2 separate regions of the Columba livia genome follow, and region 2 is linked to region 1. A link is a contact called in public Hi-C data. All regions are on one chromosome and are shown on one strand. Each heading gives the region's core, a stretch centred on a gene start, on an enhancer-like site or on the middle of the called end of the contact. The rest is flanking DNA. Distances are from core to core; before and after follow the strand shown.

What was found. Hi-C and Micro-C count contacts between places; a contact is called where the count stands out from the background.
Region 2: a Hi-C map of crop shows a contact between it and region 1, with 2.7 times the contacts expected there. The contact joins the promoter of PEX6 here to the promoter of PPP2R5D in region 1. A contact is called at or near these places in 2 of 2 Hi-C or Micro-C datasets (crop and liver).

Annotation. Positions count from the first base shown.
Region 1 is chr3:109,387,978-109,391,335 of bColLiv1.pat.W.v2, reverse strand. It overlaps PPP2R5D (protein phosphatase 2 regulatory subunit B'delta), which reads left to right and starts at 1,863. Exons shown (of 15, transcript XM_065058992.1): 1 at 1,863-2,037; 2 at 2,905-2,988. The coding sequence starts at 2,011.
Region 2 is chr3:109,534,241-109,537,598 of bColLiv1.pat.W.v2, reverse strand. PEX6 (peroxisomal biogenesis factor 6) reads right to left here and starts at 1,667. Exons shown (of 17, transcript XR_010471713.1): 1 at 406-1,667; 2 at 148-308.

The DNA of each region.
Region 1 (3,358 bases), core at 614-3,113:
AAAGGGCTTTCTGGTAAAACATCTTCCAGAGCTCTTGGGCAAGCTTGGAAAACTAGTTTTGCTCTTTCAACACTCCTTGCTCTGGGCAAGCACATCCTTCACCACCAAGACTAGGCTGTACACTGAGACTGGTAGAGGTCAGGTCTCACTCTCATGTGCTCACACTGGGCATGCAGGGCTCCTGCTGAAAGAGGCAGCTGCTGAGCAGCTGAGGCAGTGAGACAGATGCAACTTCTCTGCTGGCAGGTTGGGGAAAAGTAGGCCCAGACACCAGCTGATTGGCACTGGGAGGAATTCAGGGACCAAACAGCAGCTTGCTGATGCTAGGCTCTTCCAGCATCAGTTGCCAGAGGAACTGCAAGGAAAGCCAAACCAGAACTCAACGTGACAACTTATGAGGGAACAGTGATACCCACAAACTCATCAAGCAATTAGCCTTTACCTGCTCACAGCAGTGTACTGCCCTGCTCACAAGCACCCAGATGGTTATGCCAATCCTCTGGTCAGGGTCACTTGTGCACAACATGGGAAAGGGACAAGTGTAACCAGGGCCTTGCTCTGCTTCTGGGGCACCTCCTGAGTGCCAACGGCTTTCAAGCCAGTGATGATAAGCACAATGACAATAAGCTGTTGGCCTGATGTTTTCTAATAGTCTCAAGGAAAATTTTTCCCCTTCTGCCATGCCAGGTTTGTTCACCTGATGACTTTATAAAAGATTGTGCTCCTGCTGAAGCACCTCTGACACAGCCCAGTGACCCTCTTTTCTCCCCACTGATGCACCACATCCCATCTGAGAGCGCGCCCTTTGCAGAGTGGCTGTGTACGGCTGAGGACCCAGTACAGGTTTTCCAGTAACAAGCCCACAGCACAACACAGGCTGTAGGCAAAAGCTTCACATGCTTCAAGTCAGAGTGATCCTTGCTGCTGACTTGGCTGCAGTGAATAGAAGCTCTTGCACCTCTTGCAACAGGCCAGCAGCCATCATTTTAAGCATGCTGGACCAACTTAAGCTTCTGGACTGGCCTTAGACCCTCGAGGCATAACGAGCCCTAATGACCTTCCCAGCAGGTTCTGCTCAGTTCAAGTCTGTGAACTTGAGGACAGCTGGCTGTCCACCGGTTGCTTTTCCCATCAGCTTGAAGGGAACATCTGCAGGCCGTTTGAGGCTGTCTTTCTACTGCAAGGATGCAGAGCCATCTGCCGATGACTTGTCAGTTACCACACATAAGCAAGGAAGCGTCCAGGGACACATGACCCAGGAACAACCTTCTCTGTTATTAGCAGGGACACTGCTCTGGCTGTACTGGGCCTTGCAGTGCTTATACACATTTCCATCCACCCTTGGGTCCATCTGTCACCACCTTGCCCTGATCCCATCATTTCCATCAACAGCCTTTCCCCAGCCGTGCCTCACAGCACCAACAAGCACCTGTCCCACAGCGCTGAGGTGCAGCCCCTGGGGCCCTCTCAGGCTCTTGGGGCTCTTCTTCCCCAAGCAAAGCAAGGGAGAGCTGCGTAGTACGCGGCAGAAGGAGAAGCATTCCCGCTTCTTTTACTCCCGCCGTCCGGGAGGCATTTGCAGCGGTAGAGAACCAGGGGGCCCAAGCAGCAGCTCCGCACCTCGCCACCGTAGCCGGTCGCCTGCCTGCGCCGGGGCTCCCGTGGAGACCGTCCCCTGGTCCCACACCCCTAGAGCTGCTTCCCCGTGGAGGTCGCTCAGGCACCGCCGCCTCTAACCCGCCCGCACCAAGCCGAGGCCCGCCACGAACCGGCGCAAGCGGCGATGCTCCCCCGGAAGAGTCGGTCGCGCGCCGCCCCGCCCCAGGGGGCGTGCCGCTGCACAGTTTCGCCAATGAGAAAAATCTCCTGCCCTACGTCAGCGTCGCGCGGCGGTGGCGGAGACTGTTGCTAGGCCGGCCGGCGCGGCTGGCCCAATGGGAGCAGGGCGCTGCGGCTGGGCCCGGGCGCAGGCGGTGGCGGGCGCGGAGCAGCTGGGGCCTGGCGCTCACCATGCCCTACAAGCTGAAGAAGGAGAAGGTGCGGCGGCGGTGTGGGGGTGGCCTGGCGCTCTCCGGGCACCGGCCGCCTCGCTCCCGCCGCCCTCCCCGCCGCGGCCTTCACTCGGCGCGGCCCTTGGGTGGGGGCGCGCGCGGGGCTGCGGCCGGCAGGGGGCGGGGGCGCGCGCCCGGGGCGGGCGGGGCGGGTGGTGCAGGAGGGCGGCGGGGGCGCGCGCCGGGCGGGGGGCGGCCGTCTGTGCCGGTTACCCCGCGTGAGCCCGGTGGGGGGGCGGCGGCCCGCCCCGCGCGCTCGGGAGACGGCGGGAAGTCGCGGGGGCTGCGAGGCACGGCTGCCCCTCCCCCGCCATGTCCCCGGTGGGGGAGGTACGAGCCCACCCATGTCTCGGCCCCGTTGCGGGGCGGTCGGCGGCGGCGGCTGCCGATACCCCGCTGCCCGTTCTGTCTGCGGCGCTGCCCACGGGCGGGGTCGGGGCCCGGATCCGCCTCTGCCGCCGCCCGGGGCGGGCGGGCGGGGCCGTGGCTGTCGGGGCTGTGGGTGCCCTGCGCCTTGGAGCACCCGTGGGCAGCGGCGGGGCCGTGCCCGGGGGAAGGGCTGGGCCAGGCTGGGTCGGCGTGGGACCCCGTCACCCGAAGGTGTCCGGCTGGGGTCTGCCCGCGGTGACCAGGGCGGGATGTGCCAGCACCGCACCTGCTTGGGCCTGAGCCCCCACCGTGGGTGTCCCATGTCGTGGGCGTCGTTCTGGGTGCCTTACTCAGGGAAGAGGGCTTAGAGTGCTACAAGGGTGGAGGTGCGGTGGGTCAGTGTTCATGCACAGCTGGACTCTGCAGAGATGCCAGAATTCTGGACGAGGTGAAATTTTCTCTGAATATATTTTCGTCTTTTCAGGAGTCTCCGAAGTCTACTAAAAGCACCACAAAGCCTGGCAGTGGCAGTAGCGGGAAGGATGGTGGGACAGAGAATTCGGAAGAGGTAAGGCTTTCACCTTGGATGCAGCAGAGCGTGTGTGCAACTCATCTTTGAGGAAGAATGACATCTTTCATTCTAGCTGCTTCAGGCTGCTCTGCCAGATAACTTAGGTCTTCAAGATCTTAAGGAATCAGAGAAGACAGCAGCAAAGAGTAAAGTTAAGATTAAGTTAGTTCGTCTTAAAAGTTGGTTCGAAGGGAGCGATGACTATGGAAGAGGCCAGGATGAGTCTCGTACACTACAGCCCTGCAAAAAGAGACTTGGCAAGAAGCTGATGGCAAGCACTTCTTGCAGAGCATGGTGAATTTGGCTGCAGAGAGAGAAGAGCCATGGTTATCAAGAAGGAGGAAGCCTGACAGATGGGAGCAGCTTC
Region 2 (3,358 bases), core at 418-2,917, 150 kb before region 1:
TACTTTACAACTGCTTGGTGTCTGCACTAAGGTGTTGATTATGCACATCATCAGTGTGTATCTGATCTGGGTGCAATAGACAGTGAGGGAGCATCTGACAAATACATCCCATTAAAAGAAAGGCGCTGTCCGCCCCGCAGAGCTCACCGGGGCGTTTCAAAATGCTTGTAGAGCACGCGGTCGTAGCCTCCCCGGGCGCTGTAGGCCGGCGAGCAGACAATCTCCAGGCTCAGCTCTTTGGCGAAGGGGGGCACGGACAGCACCGACCGGCTGCTTTTCCCCTCCGCGGCGCCGGACCGTTCGTACCTCTGTGGAGGGGAAAAGGCACACCGTGAGACCCCAGGGCTTTCACTCCCCTGGTCCAGAGGCCTCCGCGTCCCCCAGCGGTGCCCGGCCCCGGCTCACCCGCAGGCGCAGGTGTGCGGCGGCGGCGGGGTCGCAGCCCAGGTTGAAGGCCAGGGCGGGGGCCAGCAGAACGGCGCCGTCTCCCGCGCCGTGGCGAGCGGCCCGCGGGTACTCCCAAGGCGGCGGCCGTGCCAACAGCGCCGCCAGGTGCTCGCGAGCCGCCCCCTCGGCGCCCACCCTCACCCACTCCCCCTGGAAGAGCCCCAGCGCCAGTAGCCCGCGTCGGCTCACCCACACCTCCGCCCCGCCGCCGCCCGCCCCGCCGGCGAGGGCCACCCGCAGCAGCGGCACCGCCGCGACCTCCCCGCCGGGCCTGTCCACGGCAAAGCGAGAAACGACGGGCGGCGCGGAGGGGCGCCGGCAGGGGGCGCCGCCGGCCGCGGGCTCGCGCGGCGGCGGGGGGGGAGCGAGAGCGGTGTGCGTGCCATTGCCCAGCAGCCCTTGGAGCGCCGGCCGCGCTTCCAGCACCACCGGCCGCGGGCTCGGCCCCGGCAGCGCCTCCCCGCGCCGTACCAGCACCGCACCGGCCGCCAGCTGCCCCGGCCGCCCCGCCGCCCCCAGCAGCACCCAGGCCAGCGCCGGCGGGCGGCGCACCGGCCACACAGCCACCCGCCGACCGGCCGCCAGCCCCAGCCGCCGCAGCAAAGGCCCGCGCAGCCACAGCTCCGCGCCCCGCCGGCCGCCCTCCAGTGCCACGGCGCTCAGCAGCACGGCCTGCGCCCCGCCGCGCCCCGCCGGCCGCACCGCTAGCACCAGCCCGCCGCCCCGCCCGCGCAGCGCCACACATAGCGGTGGCGGCGCCAGCAGCAGCGCGGTGCCCGGCGCCAGCTCCGCCGGCAGGGCATCAAGCGGCCGTAGTACGGCCACCGCCATACGGCCTCCCGGCTACCGCAGTCGAGCGGCTCTAGAGGACGCGGTGCGCAGGCGCGGGGCAGCCCGCCGTGCCTCCTCACGCTCAGCCAAGGCCATTGAGTGGCAGTACAGAGCGGTCCCGTGGGGCCAGGGACCATAGAGCGGGCGCCGAGCGGCTGCTTTCCTTCAGCAGCGCCCCGGCTCGATCTCGCTGCGGGCGGCGCGGGCGGCGCTGGCGGTGGCCTCATCCCGAGCAGACCCGGTCCCCGCTTCAGTGGCACTTAGCCTCAGGGCCGGGCCTCCGTCAGGCCTCGCTCCCTGGCCCAGCTGCCGCGACCTGAGCGCAGAGCAGAGCGGTGGCATCGGCCCCGTCCTCCCCGGGCTTCAGCGGGACCGCAACCAGAGACCGCGGAAGGCGGGAAAGAGTGTGATTGGGGCCAAAATGGTGGGTGAGATGAAACAGAGAAATAAACTTAACAGCAGAGTCAATTATACTGTTAAGCAGCATTCTTTATTTTATCAGTACTGGGGAGCTTGGGGGATCATCCTACATAAGTGTTCCAGCGACTGGATGCTCTTGCGTTGCTTATATTCACATAATTATTAAATATGCATTACAATTTTTGAAAATTTTGACATATATCTATACTAATACATAATTGATCATGTTAGTTATAATTGTTTCTTACTTACAATACATCTATTAATTATTCGTTAAATATAAACTAAGCACTCTGTTTCTAAACAATATATCACTTAATCTTCTGTCTCCCTCTTGTCATGCAGAAGGATCTAAAATTTAAAAAATATCCCCTCGTTTTGCAGGTGGTCAGAAAGCATTTATATCATGTCAATTGGCTAATGATGGCTACGTCTTTTATCACTTAGTCACAGTATACATTAATTTAGCAGCTTCTCTTCTGAGATCTTTGCTGCCCTGCCCTTCTGGAGCCTCACACCAGCAGAGTGGAAAACAAGAGGGAAAGGGCATGCACGCAGAGCAGAACAGGTTGCCAGCAGCAGTGCCAGCCTGCTGAGATTTTGGGGGCTGAATATGTGCACTTGGTTCATAAGGATGTGCTTGTATTGGTGTTAGTGCTGACCTAACCTTGGAGAGGAGCAGTCTAGGGGAAGTCTCTGATCAGCACCTGTGCCCACTGCCAGAACCTGTCTTGCTCTGGGGAAGGGACTGCTTGTTGTACCAAGTGCCTGTTCATGCTCCAGGAAGTGAGTAATGAAAAACAGACTCCCAAAGGATTCTTTAATTCTGCATCCAAACACCCCTGCCTGTTGCCCCACAGGTGGACTGGGGTGTGTTGGCCTGAGGGGAAGGAATTTAGTCTGGAGAAAAGGAGGCTGAGGGGAGACCTTATTGCTGTCTGCAACTACCTGAAAGGAGGCTGTAGCATGGAGGGAATTGGTCTCTTCTCCCAAGTAGCAAGTGATAGGACGAGAGGAAATGGCCTCAAGTTGCACCAGGAGAGGTTTAGATTGGATATTAAGAAAAATTTCTTCCTGGAAAGGATTGTCAGGCATTGGAGCAGGCTGCCCAGGGAAGTGGTGGAGTCACCATCCCTGGAGGTGTTTAAAAGGCATTTAGATTAGGTTCTTAGGGATGTGGTTTAATGCTAGAGTTAGATTATGTTATGGTTGGACTCAATGATCCTGAGGATGTCTTCCAACCAAAATGATTCTATGGTTGCCTCTAGCACTCCAGCCAGCTTTTTCTGTTCCTGGGCTGCACTCTGTGTCTCATCAGCTGGCTCCACACGAGGGAGCACTTAGAAAACGTTTGTGTCCCTTCCTAACCTCCCAGTCTGAAAATCAAACCAGTGGCTTGGGAGGAGCAGCTGAGACAAAATGCCCATTAGAAATGAGTATTACTAAGCTGTACAGAAATGGCACCGTGAAGTTGCTTCTGCAAATGCAGCTTTGCGGCCTTCTCCATTCTGGCCTGCTTTGGACCCATCACTGAGACAGCACCACCACCTCCTTGCAACCCTCAGACAGGCATGCCTGACAGTCACCTTTGAATCCCGTAAAAGTTGAGAGACATGCCAAAATAATCTAATTTTATTCTCTTTCCTTTTCTCTTCTATGA